Regions from separate parts of the Sus scrofa genome. Here region 1 is linked to region 2. Evidence: chromatin contacts called from public targeted proximity ligation data. All regions are on one chromosome and are shown on one strand. The core of a region is the stretch at or near the end of the contact, and the rest is flanking DNA. Distances in the headings are between cores, read along the strand shown. Region 1 overlaps CLEC16A (protein CLEC16A). Region 2 has its middle 12 kb from the start of RMI2.

Region 1 (6,191 bases), core at 1,237-3,736, 180 kb before region 2:
TCGCCAAGCAGCGCCTGGCCAAGGGCCGCATCCAGGCGAGGCGCATGAAGATGCAGAGGATAGCTGGTGAGTGGTGGCCCCGGCGGAGTGCCCTCTGCCACAGGCTGGCAGCATGGTTCTCGCGGTGGCCTCGAGAGCCCTCTAGAAAAGGACACATGTGGTTCAGGAATCAGTTGTCTTTGGGGGAGAGAATGGTGATTCCTAGGTGTTTGATTTCTGGAGCGTCTCGAGAGCTGCTTGGAAGAGGAGGGCCTCCCTGGCAGGCAGAGGCCGTGAGCAGGCAGCTCTCGGGCTGGGACAGAGCTGCCAGTGTGCACGCGGAAATTCTCTAGCTTACCTTTACAGAGTGCTTGGCATTCCTCCGCCACCTCTCAGCCTTCAAAACAGCCCTCGAGATGAGTAGGGCCTGTTCTGCCCATTTTATAGAAGAGCAAACTGAGGCTCAGGGGCTCGCCCAGAGCCACACAGGCAGCCAGCTGGCCCAAGTCCTCTCTCTAAAGCCCAGCCCTTCCTCCTCTCCGTCCCCGGCTCTCATGAGGGGCAGTCCTGCTGACGTTTTACCTTTCCCGAGGATCGTGGTGAATCTGGGAGGAGCCCCACACCACCCCGCGTGAGGGAGGCCCCCGCTTCCTTGGCAGTGAAGGCGCAGAGACGAGGACACTCCCTTACTCAGGGCAGAGGCCACAGCGCCCTCCTCGGGAGAGCCGTGCCGTCAGCTCCCACAGTCACGCCAGCCTTCCTTGAGAAGCCAGTGCCTTTCGGTTCGAGCACTGGTGGCCATCCTGGTGTGGTCACTGGGAGGCCTTCCAGCCCACTGGGGAGGAGGGGAGCTTTCTTCGCGGGTCAACTAAAAATAGACCCTCGGAGGGCAGGGTTCTGGACGTTCGGTTCTTTCCAGCCCAGGCCCTGGCGATTTGCGCAGCCTGCATCCCATAGAGTCTGCATCTTATTTCTTGCTTGGCCTCCAAAATCATTACAGAAGCATTTTGTAATGTGCAAAGTGACTTAAATCATTCAGTCCTTTCTTTTAAGATTTATTTTCAGAGAGGTTTTTTTTTTTTTTTTTTTTAATGTAAAGCCATTTCTCACAGCTGACATGAAGGCTAAATATTTCATTTGAAAATTGAGAATTATGCCGTAAAGTGGCTGTTAGAACTAACGCCTTGGGTATTTCTTAAATTGATTTTAAAAAGCCCCTCCAAATTGCTGCACCACGTGATTTGTGTGTGGACAGGAAGACAGCAGCTGTGACAGATACACACTCATAAATGCACACGTGTGTGGACGTTCTCTCTCACACTTTCTTCCCCATACGTGGAGATAAGTGAACTTTGATGGCAGAGTTGGCCTCCTTTGCTTTGGCGTCTGAAACTACCCAAGACGCTTGGCAAAGGCCTCTTGTGTGTGGCAGCTGAGAATCCAAGGCAAAGATGGGCCTGGCCCTCAGCTCTGACCCCCTCGCGAGGCGCCGTTTGTGTTTGGAGCCTCAGGCGCAGCCCTGGTGTCACGCTGGCTTCCCCAAGGAAAACTCAAGGCCGCTGGTGCAAGGCCACTGGCTGCCTGCTTGGCATCACCCAAGGGATGTGTCTTCACCTGCACTCCCACCCCGCGTGCTGAGCATGAACCGCAGGTTTGTTTGAACACAGCCCTGCTGGACCTCCCGATCCAGCCGACCACCGAGGTCCTGGGGTTTGGTCTCGGCTCCTCCTCCAGCCAGCACCTGCCTTTCCGCTTCTATGACCAGTGCCGCCGAGGCAGCAGCGACCCCACCGTACAGCGCTCCGTGTTCGCCTCCGTGGACAAGGTGCCAGGTAAGCAGGCCCACCCTGCGCCACCTCCTGTCCCCTCCAAGGAGCGGGAGAGGCGGGCTTCTGGGGCTTCCTCTGTCTGGAGCCTGTGTACGCGTCCCTTTCCCTCTCAGGAATCCAGTCGGTAGGAGGCAGCGATTTCATAGAACTTATCAAAGTTCAGCTCAAGATTAAACACAAGCCCCAGAAGGAAATCTTGGCTTTCTCTTTGGTGTTCTGCCGCCTGGGTTTGTTTTCCAGGGATTTGTTGAGGATGTGGAAAAACTCCTCAGAATGAAGACGAAAAAGTTTCTTGGAAATTTCTTGGCAATACTTAGATGATTCATAATGGTGGTGGGAGTTGTTGCTTCTCCGTAGAGCATGACTGGGAAGAGCTCGTGTGTGTGTGTGTGTGTGGTTCAAAGAAGGGAGACTTCCGAAGACGGTCCTGCTGCCCACTGGGCAGCTGCCCCTCTCTTCTTTCTGGGAGCGTCTCCTCCCACCCTCACCGAGAGGCATCTCTGACTTTCCTCCCCCCCTCTCCACAGAGCAGCACAGATAGAAAGTTCAAGGACACCTGGCAGGACTCCAAGTCCCGCTTTTGCAGAAGGGCACGCGGGCGGGCTCCCCCTTCCTGTTCTGACACGTCTGCTTTAGGCACATCCACATGCACCCTGATCCCTCGAAAGAGAACCTTGCTCTTCAGTTACAAAACTTCAGAAAATGAGCCAAGCTGTCCCTTGCAGTTTCAGCCCTCCATGGTCAGGGCTTCAAACTTCCACTGCAAATGTTGCGAAATGTTTTCAAAAGCAGTTACCCGTCTAAGAACAAAATGCAGTCAAAAGAACCTGACTCAAATCAGGGTCCCTCTTTCCCCTCCACCCTGTGATTCATTCTCATCCTTAGATTTGGTGAATTCATTTTTGAACTATAGTATATACCATAAGCATATGATTTTTAAAAATCCCAGGAGTGGGAGTTCCTGTTGTGGCCCAGCGGAGATGAATCTGACCATTATCCATGAGGACACAGGTTCGATCCCTGACTTTGCTAAGTGGGTTCAGGATCTGACATTGCTGTGAGCTGTGGCATAGGTCGCAGACACAGCTCAGATCTGGCATTGCTGTGGCTGTGGCATAGGCCAGCGGGTACAGCTCCAATTCGACCCCTAGCCTGGGAACCTCCCTTTGTCAAGGGTGGGGCCCTAAAAAGGAAAAAAAAAAAAAAAAGAAAAATCCAAACAGGACCTGATACCATGAAACATAAGACTGCTTGGTCCCAGAAGTGACCATTGTTAACAGTTTTGCGTGTCCTTCCAGAAACGTTTGGCTCGTCTCTCTTGCACCCAGGGTGGGTTGTATGTCACTCCACGTCTTACTGTTTTCACTTATTGACAAGGCGGTGTTATCTGTACACGCATGTAAGTTGAGAATGCTTGTTTATTGCTGTATGGTGTTTTGGTGCATGGACGGACCAAAAACATCTCTGTGTAGCGTTTCATAGTGATGGACATTTGAGTCCTGCCCAGTGCTTTGCTCCGTCCATTGTCACTGAGAACGTCTTCGTAAGTGTGCACATCTCACGTGACTCTGGAGGAAATTCCCAGCGGGGGACCTGCCATGTCGAAGGGGAGGCCTTCCCCGCCCGTGTCTGCAGTCCCGGCCCCCGCACCCTGGGAAAGCGTCCACCGCCACAGCCCACGGCTCTTCTGTTAAGTCCAGTCTCAGGCTACCAGACTGACCGAGCCCCCCCCCCCCCTCGGCTTCCAGCTGTGAGAGGGGAGACGATTCTGCCGCCGCCAGGGAGCCTGGAGAGGGTTCTTTGTTAAACATGCTCCAGGTTGCTTCATGGTCCGTAGAGATGGTTAAATAGCAAACGGTTAAATAGTAAGTGAAAGGACGACCGTTTGTCTCAATTAACTGAGTACGAACTGGTCTGGTAAGAGACCATGTCTTTCTTCCTCTCTTTCCTTTTCTTTCTTTTCTTTTCTTTTTAACGCACAGTTGTGATTTTGTTATAACATTTCTGTAAGCGCTGCTTTATTGTTTTATTTATTTTTTTATCAGTCAGTGAATGTTTCACATCCGTAGTTGTACAGTGATCGTCACAATCCAGTGTCACAGGATTTCCATCCCACGACCCAAGCACATCCCCCCACCCCCATATAATTTTTTTAATTGAAACAAATTGACGCATAAGGTTATATTGATTAAGAAATCATTTCTTGGAATTCCCATCATGGCTCAGCGATAACGAGCCTGACTAGCATGCATGAGGACGTGGGTTCAGTCCCTGGTCTTGCTTGGTGGGTTAAGGATCCAACATTGCCATGAGCTGTGGTATAGGTCGCAGATGAGGCTCGGATCCTACGTTGCTGTGGCTGTGGCGTAAGCCGGCAGCTGCAGCTCCGATTCAACCCCTAGCCTGGGAACCTCTATATGCCGCGGGTGTGGCCATTTTAAAAAAGGGGGGGGCAAAAAAAAAATCATTTCTTTAGGATTATCAGTGCTTCTTTGAGCTCGAGAACTAATGGGTTAAGGAGAAAAACCTGGTCCTTATTTCTGCTCCCTCATCTTTGGCACAAGGCAAGTGTAAATTAATAAATTGAGTCAAATGTCGCATTCTTCAGCATCTACATAATCCTGTCTGTTTGCAGACGGCTTCGCCATGACTGGCCTCTCCCACCCTGCCCAGGCTCCAGGGAGCAGTGAGGTTTCCTGTGCTGGGCTGTCGCCCTGCCTGCCGTGGCCTGGCCCTACCTGGCAGGTGGCTGGGCACTGCCGGAATGCCCAGAGTCCTCCTGCTGGTCCCAGGGTCGGTGTATGTGAGGGTGGGCCGCTAGGGATGGTGGCAAGTCAAAGGCAGCATCTGAAAGCAGCTGTCTCGCCCCTGCCAGCCCCTGGAAGCGCCGCTCAAGCGTAGGGGGCGGTGGGGACATTCCACGGGTGTGCCGCCCCCGGAGATGGCTCTGAGCCCTTGGGTAGAGAGGCCTCACTGCCCTCCTGCCCTTGCCTGCGCCAGAGATGCAGAGACGTGACCTAAAGAACCGTTGCGCCTTAGCCTGACTCAGAGAGGGAGGGGAGCCCCGGCGCCGCCGTCAGCACCTGCTGTCTCAGTACCTGGCCCCACAGCCGCCCAGCGTCTTGCAGTCATCCTTCATTCTTCCCTTCCCTCTCCCACACCCGCCGCCTGCTCCGCCTTTTTCCTTTTTTCGCCCTTGAGGCCATGGCAGCGGCAGCCACAGTATTCCCTGGCTTCCGGCCTCGTCCCCTTCCCTCCATGCGGCCAGAGGGATCTTCCTAGAATGGAAATCGTATCACACCATGCCCCTGCCTACAAGCTCCCTGTGGCTCCCTGGTGCCCTTAGAATAAAAGCTAGACCTCTCCCTGACCTTGTGTGATCATGAGATGCGCCCGTGCTGACCTCTCTGTTGCAGCTCCCCTGCCTTCACGCTGACACTGCCCACCCCCACCGGGCCACACCACCCCTGCTGCTCCTCTGAGTCAGCACTTCTCCAAGTTCTGGCCTCAGGTCCCCTCCATACTCTTCACGGAAGTATTGAGGGGGAGTCACTGTTGTGGCTCAGTAGGTTAAGAACCTGACTAGGATTCATGAAGACATAGGTTCGATCCCTGGCCTCACTCAGTGGGTTAAGGATCCGGCGTTGCCGTGAGCTGTGGTGTAGGCTGCAGACGCAGGATGGATCCTGAGTTGCTGTGGCTATGGTGTAAGCTGGTAGCTGTAGCTCCGATTCGATCCCTAGCCTGGGAACCTCTATATACCACAGGTACGGCCCAAAAGAAAAAAAAGTATTGAGGAGAGTTTCCTGGCGGCCTAGAGATGGAGGATCTGGCCAAAAAGTAATAAAGAAGTATTAAGGAACCCAAAGAGCTTTAGTTTGTATGGATTATATTTATTGATATTTCAGATATTAGAAATTAAAGCTGGGAGTTCTCATCGTGGCTCAGTGGTTAACGAATCCGACTAGGAACCATGAAGTTGCGGATTCGATCCCTGGCCTCGCTCAGTGGGTTAAGGCTCTGGCATTGCCGTGAGCTGTGGTATAGGTCGCAGATGGCTCTGGTGTAGGCCGGTGGCTACAGCTCCGAGTAGACCCCTAGCCTGGGAACCTCCATATGCCGCAGGAGCGCCCTAGAAAAGACAAAAAGACCAAAAAAAAAAAAAAAAGAAAGAAAGAAATTAAAACTGAGAAATACGTAAATATTACTATTAAATAGGTATTTTTAAATATTTACTTATTTAAAAAATAATAACCCATCCCATGTAAACATAAATAATATAGTTCTTTATAAACTGTATCTCTGTTTTCCAAAACAAAATATCCTTTTAAATCTTTAATATCTGACTGACTAGGAGGCAGCAGATTCCCCTCTGCTTCTGCT
Region 2 (6,807 bases), core at 548-3,047:
GTTGCATATTCTTGTAAAACTGAAGTTGTACCGCAAAATTCTTATGCATCAGGTGAAGCAGGAAGGAGAAGGAATGACTGCATGAAATAATCAAATGCTTTGTCTCCTGGCCTGTCGGTATGTGATTTACTGGTGAGGAGGAAAAGAATCTGGAAGAGATGCTGAGGAGAGAGAGCTGTCTTCAACCCCAGGGGTCCAGCCTTGACGGCGTGGCCCTGAGATCTGTTGGGCCACCACATGGCCTGGGGCCAGCGTCGCTAAACCCCAGGCACGGTCCAGACTCACTGCGCAACTGCCTGTGTGTCAGGATAAGGTGAAAACACGCGTCTTCGGCCATAGTGACCTACATTTAGCAGACCTTTGGAGCCTGTGAAAGGGTGACTTTCAGGGGCTCCTGCCTGGTGAGAACGAGGGAGAGAGGAGCCTAGCACGCCTGGGCTGCATTCCTGGTCCTGCCTTTGTCTTTCTGACCTTGGGATTGGAGGTCAGCCTGTGAAGTACCGGGGAACCGAATCAGAGGCCCCTTCCCCGTGCGGATCTGTAGATGGGCACGTAAATTGTTCTCAAGGGTCCTGGTATCTGTCCTCGGAGGGGCCTCTGGTGATGTGACTGAGTCTTACTTTTTTACCTTCGTCCATGCATAGCACACACATCCGTAGATGTTTGCGAATAGCTGGGTTCTGGGTAGGAAGGCAGAGGAAATGTACATGCAGAAGCACCATATTTTTGAATTTCCCCTTGCACTCCAGTGTTTTCAAATGAAAAGAGCCCCTCACAGGCCAAGTCTAGGAGGGCCTTTTGTTTTGCTTTTCCTTTTAAGAATGTTTTATTTTTTTGTCTTTTAGGGCTGCACCCGGGGCACATGGAGGTTCCCAGGCTAGGGGTCGGATTCGGAGCTCTAGCCACTGGCCTACACCAGAGCCACAGCAACACCAGATCCGAGCCACGACTGTGACCTACACCACAACTCACAGCCACACTGGATCCTAATCTGCTGAGCTAGGCCAGGGATCAAACCTGCGTCCTCATGGTTACAAATTGGGGTCGGTACCTGCTGAGCCGCGACGGGAACCTAGGATGGACTTTTGTTTTTTTGTCCTTTCTAGGGCTGCTCCTGCGGCATGTGGAAGTTCCCAGGCCAGGGGTCGGATTCGGAGCTGTAGCCACTGGTCTTCACCAGAGCCACAGCAACACCAGATCCAAGCCACATCTGCGACCTACACCACAGCTCACTGCAACGCTGGATCCTTTAACCCACTGAGCGAGGCCAGGGATCAAACCCACAACTTCATGGTTCCTAGTCGGATTCATTAACCACTGTGTCACGACGGGAACTCCTAGGAGGGCCTTTTGAATCAAGCATCCCAGGTTGTTTATAATCGGCCTGAGGGTGCTTGCCAGCTTGTTTGGGAGTGTTCTCAAGCTTGGGAAGACTTGATAAGGACAGACAGAACTGGAGGAAAAGGGGAGAGATGGCTGAGTCAAAATAAAAGATTCATGTGGTTTGGGCAGAATCTGAAATTATAGTCCTATGAGAATCATTCAACATCTCCTGATGAAGGATGCAAATTCAACCGAGGGCCAGAGCAGGAACTGTGCTAGGAGCTTTCCCCGTGTCAGTGACCCTGGGAGGTGCTTTCCCCTCCTCCGGGAAGACTGTTGCCAGGGAGACAAACCCTCTGGCCAGCAGGCAGGGGCAGGGACCAGTCTCCGGCTGCGACTGTCCCTCTTTGCGGGGGAGGCAGCCAGGGCCCTCATTCTGAGAAAACTGGACCCTCTGGCAACGCCGGGTCTTTATCCTTGGACGCTAGCACCCCCTGCTGGTCAGTCCCAGGCAGAGCTGCTCTGTTCCGTCAGAAATGGGCTGCCAGCCAGTGGCCAAGATGAAAAGCCGCAGAAGGAAGCAAAAGAACAAAACGGGGCTGTGAGACGCTTCACGGCTGTCCGCCCAGGGCGTGTTCACCCATTATGGCCAGGTCCTAATGGGGGGGGATGGGGATGTAGGTTTGGCAACCAGACAGTTTCTGATGGTCCTGCTTTTGAATTTCAGCCCGGCTGTTTAATCACTGGGTCACTCTGGGCAAGTCCCTTCACTTCACTGAACCTTATTTTTTAAGGCCGCACCCACAGCATATGGAGATTCCCAGGCTAGGGGTCAAATCAGAGCTGTAGCCGCTGGCCCACAGCAATGCAGGATCTGAGCCACGTCTGCAACCTACACCACAGCTCACGGCAACGCCAGAGCCTTAACCCACTGAGCGGGGCCAGGGATCAAACCCTTGTCCTCATGGATGCTAGTCAGACGTGTTTCTGCTGAGCCACGATGGAGACTTCCTTTTTTTTTTTTGAGCCTTATTTCTGTCACCTATAGAGAAGGGACAATTTGGGGTCAGAGAGGCGAAGGAACTTGTCTGTGTGACTGTTATAGAATCGGGTCTTAGCAGGTGCTCAAAAAATGCTCACTGTTCTGTCACCAAGCACTTCCTGAGAGCCTCCTAGGTTCCAGCCTCTGGGGACACACGGTGAACAAAAGTCACCTGGTCGTCTCTCTGACCACCCACCCGGCCTCATCTCTCTTACTTACCGCCCAAGACCTGCCCCTGCTTTTAAGGAGTCCCATGACTCAACAGTGATCGTCTTCCCGTGGCAAGGCCCTTTATCTAATCACATCTGCAAAGTCCCCTTTGCCGGGTAAGGTAACACATTTACAGGTTCCAGGGTGAGGACCTGGACACCTTTGGGGCAGGACATTCTACTCAGACTGCCCTCTGCCCTCCAGAGATGCACGTCTGTCCCAAATGCAAAATACATTCACTTGGTCCAAGGTCCCTGCCGCTCTTAACCCATTTACAGCACAACTCAGAGTCCCACATCTCAGCTAAATCTCATTATCCAAATCATCTGTGTCTAGTGTAGGGAGGCTCTGGGTGTCTTTTTTTTTTTTCTTTCTTTCTTTTTAAGGCTGCATCTGTGACATATGAGAGTTCCCCGGGGCCAGGAGTTGAATTGGAGCTGCAGCTGAGGTCTGTACCACACCCACGGCAATACCGGCTCTGAGTTGCAGCTTGCAGCCACCCCCCATCCTTCACCCATTGAGTGAGCCTAGGGATTGGACCATATCCTTAACCCACTAAGCCACAATGGGAACTCCTAATTCATCCTCGTTTCAGTTGGTTCTTTGGCCACACCGGCAGCATGTGGAAATTCCCAGGGTCAGGGATCGAAGCCGCACCACAGCAGGGGCAACACCAGATCCTTAGCCTGCTGAGCCACTGGGGAACTCCTATCATTCATCCTGAGAGCAGTTCCTCTCCAACTGTAAACCTGTGGATCAAAAGAAACAAGTGAATCCCTGAAATATGATGGGGAGCAACCCAGAAGGATGCTGTCTAGCTCTGTCCCTGATCCGAGGGACCAGAGCCATGATAAGGGCCAGAAAGATGAGGAAGAAGGGAGGAAGGAGAGAGAAAAAGAAGAAAGGAAGGGAGGAAGCAAAGAGGCTCTGGTATCTGGCAGTAACAAAATGCTAAGTTTCCCTTCTGCCTTGGCAAATGGGAAGAGAAAAGGAGCTTCTCAGAAGGGCCTGTTAGCATCTAATTCTGTCCACCGAGGAACAAGCAGAACTAGAACTTTTCATCCAACAGGTGCCTGCTTTAAACGATGCACCAGACTCAGACTCTGCCCTCAAGTCTGCAGACCACAGCTGCGCTGCCTTTGGGGGCCTCTCTTCCCTGAGTACTGCCCACCCAGGACCACCCCCCGCCGGCCCTCAGGGGTGTCTAACGTGACTGATTATTAGCCCACTGGGCTGCTTTTAACCTCCTCTCGACCCACATCTTTTATTTGAATCCACATGGGTGGAGTTGAATATAAGCGTGTGAGAGCTCTCAGGTGAGTCTCAGAACCAACCAGGTGTAGCCCCTGCAGACCTACAGCTTCCGGCCCAGACGAGCCTGGTGGGGGGCAGAGGTGCCCCAGCACTGGTTGACTGCTCAGCTCTCTGCTTCCCCAGCTGGGGATGCTTGAGGCTAGAGGAATTGGGCCTTGGCCAGAGGAAGGACAAATGAACTCAGGGGCGACCAGGACCATGGGGGTCCCGCATCCTGAAGCTTCCCTGAGGAGAAGGAGGAGGAGAAATTAGATGACAAAAGCCAAGAGGGAGGAATGGAGCTAGACCACCTGCAGGCACTCCTGCAGGAACCTCGTAAGGTAGTGATATCGCTTTCCTTTTAAAATTTTTTAAATTTTATTATTACTATTATTATTATTATTTTTAGGGCCACGTCCACAGCATATGGAGGTTCTCAGGCTAGGGGTCGACTCGGAGCTGTAGCTGCCGGCCTACACCACAGCCCCAGCAACACCAGATCCGAGCTGCGTCTGCGACCTACACCACAGCTCACCGCAATGTCGGATCCTTAACCCACTGATTGAGGCCAGGGGTTGCACCCTCCTGGATACTAGTTGAGTTCTCAACCTGCTGAGCCATAACAGGAACTCCTCAATTTCCTTTTTTAAGAAGTGAGCCCAGGAGCTTCTGTCTGTCGTGGCTCAGCGGAAAGGAATCTGACTAGTGTCCCTGAGGACACGGGTTCAATCCCTGGCCTCGCTCAGTGGGTTAAGGATCCAGTGTTGCCGTGAGCTGTGGTGTAGGTTGCAGTCACGGCTCGGATCCTGCGTTGCTGTGGCTGTGGTGTAGGCCAGTTGGCAGCTGTGGCTCCGATTCGACCCCTAGCCCGGGAACCTCCATGTGCCGTGGGTGCGGCCCTAAAAAGACACACACACAAAAGCCCACCTAACGGAAAATAAGTGAACTGTGCTGCGGGCGGCGTGTGAATGACGCGTTTGGGCCGCCCGAGTGCTCTGACCCGATGCTCTAGGCTAGAGCCCCACTGTCCACGGCGGTGGCCACCAGCCTCAGGTGGCGATGGAGCACTTGACCTGTGGTGGGCGCCCCTGAAAGGGTTGCCAGATTTAGTAGATAAAAGACAGGATGCTGTCTGCACCTTCAGCGTGGGGGATGCGTGGTGACGCCATTCCGTGGAAGGCTGCGGGGAGGGGGGCGCAGAAAAAGAGTGACCACAGTGGAGAAACCTGACACCCACACCTCAGCCAGATGGTCAAGGCCAGCGTCCACCGCGCTACGTCATGCTGAGACTCAGCACGCGGGCCCTTGGTCTGATGTGACGAGCATGGCACTCAACTCGGTGATCTCCCTCCTCCAAACCCATGTCCTCCAGTCGACTCCCAGATCCCAGTGGAGGGACAGTCCACACAACACCTGACCACTCTTCTTCAGAATGGCCATGGTCATCGGAAACAAGGCAAGCTCGAGCAACTGGCAGGGCCAGGGCAAGCCGGATCGCTCTGGACCCACACTGAGCAATGCCACGGCTACTGGCCACACGTGGCTCTTGACAGTCAGTGGAGCCGAAGGAGGCACCTGGAAGTTCCCAGACCAGGGATCGAACCTGTGTCACAGCAGTGACCACACCACATCTGAACCCTCTGAACCACCAGGGGACTCCGAAACTTCTTTTAGTATAAGTATGTCCTGCGCAGCGTTTGGGATTCAGTTATTCAAAAAAAAAAAAAAATCATCTCTTTGAGATTCAAATGTTACTGGGCAGCCTGTCTTTTCTCTGGCAATTCAACTCACCAAATTGCATTTTCCTTCTACCCCATCTGGATGCCTTTGAACGTTGACAGCCATGTGTGGCTCATGGCCGCAGAGGCCGTCGGGAGGCACAGGTGTGGGGCTCTCGGGCTTTGCCTGGGCTCCGCTGTTAAAGCAGGTGAAGGTGAGAGGTTCACACTGGCTCAGGAGCTTCCACTTCAAAGGCCAGCCCTCTTTGCCGCCCACTTACCTGGCCCCCACAGAGAGGACTGGTGCTCTAAGGGCCTGCGGGAGCCCCGAGGGCAGCTTCCAGCTTCGGGCTTGGAGGTGTGGAGCAGCACCGAGGATGCAGAGTCTTGGGTGGGTGTGACGGCGGGGACCTGTGCTCCAGTCTGTCCGTTGGGGATTGTCATGTCTCCTAACTCACTGGCCCAAATGCAGCAGCTTCTCTGACACGGCCTGGTGGGTTCTCTGCCCAACGCCTCCCTGGCTGAAATCAGGGAGTGTCAGCTGGCTGAGCGCTTTGCAGGAGGCTGTGGGAGGAAACCATTTCTAGGCTCCCTCAGATCATTGGCAGAACTCAGCTCTGCGTTTGCAGGACCCAGTTCCTATCCCTTGGGCGTTGTCAGTCGGGGCCCGCTCCTAGCTCCCGAGGCCACCCTCATTCCCTGCTATGTTGTCCCTTGGTCTTCCAGCCAGGAACAGTGTCACATTCTTCTTGTGCTGCTCACCTGACTTTGTCCCCTGTCCTCCTGCCCCCCCGCTCCTGCCCCCGTAAAGGCCTCACAGGATAAGGTCAGGGCCATCCATCCCAAGGTCATTTCACTGACATCAAATTCCCTTCACAGCCACACGCAGAGGAGTGCGGGTGGAATGACTGGGAGGAGATGGGTGCACACCAAGGGCGGGGCTTGGGGCGAGTGCGTCTGTCCACCGCGAGGACCCACCAGAGGCAACAGCATGAAGCAGGTTCTAGAGACAGAGCACAGTTTTCAGAGCCCAGCTCCACCACCACTCAGCTGTGTGTGGCCTGGGACACACAGCCTCTTGGAGCCTCTGTTTCCTCATCTGCAAAATGGGAATCCAAATGATCTGGTTAGCTCGCCAGGTGGCCCGGATCCGGCAGATGGAGCCCTGGCTGTAATGACGCGCATTCCTGCTGCCAGGAATGAGACTGGCGTTTCCCCTGC

What was found.
Region 1: a contact with region 2 is called in a targeted proximity ligation map of alveolar macrophages. A contact is called at or near these places in 2 of 47 Hi-C or Micro-C datasets (embryonic fibroblasts and fibroblasts) and 1 of 2 datasets of targeted methods (alveolar macrophages).

Annotation. Positions count from the first base shown.
Region 1 is chr3:31,984,001-31,990,191 of Sscrofa11.1, reverse strand. It overlaps CLEC16A (protein CLEC16A), which reads left to right. Exons shown (of 25, transcript XM_021086617.1): 22 at 1-66; 23 at 1,647-1,811. Among named protein-coding and RNA genes, the nearest start is that of SOCS1, 110 kb to the right of the region's middle.
Region 2 is chr3:31,799,486-31,806,292 of Sscrofa11.1, reverse strand. No RefSeq gene overlaps it. Among named protein-coding and RNA genes, the nearest start is that of RMI2, 12 kb to the left of the region's middle.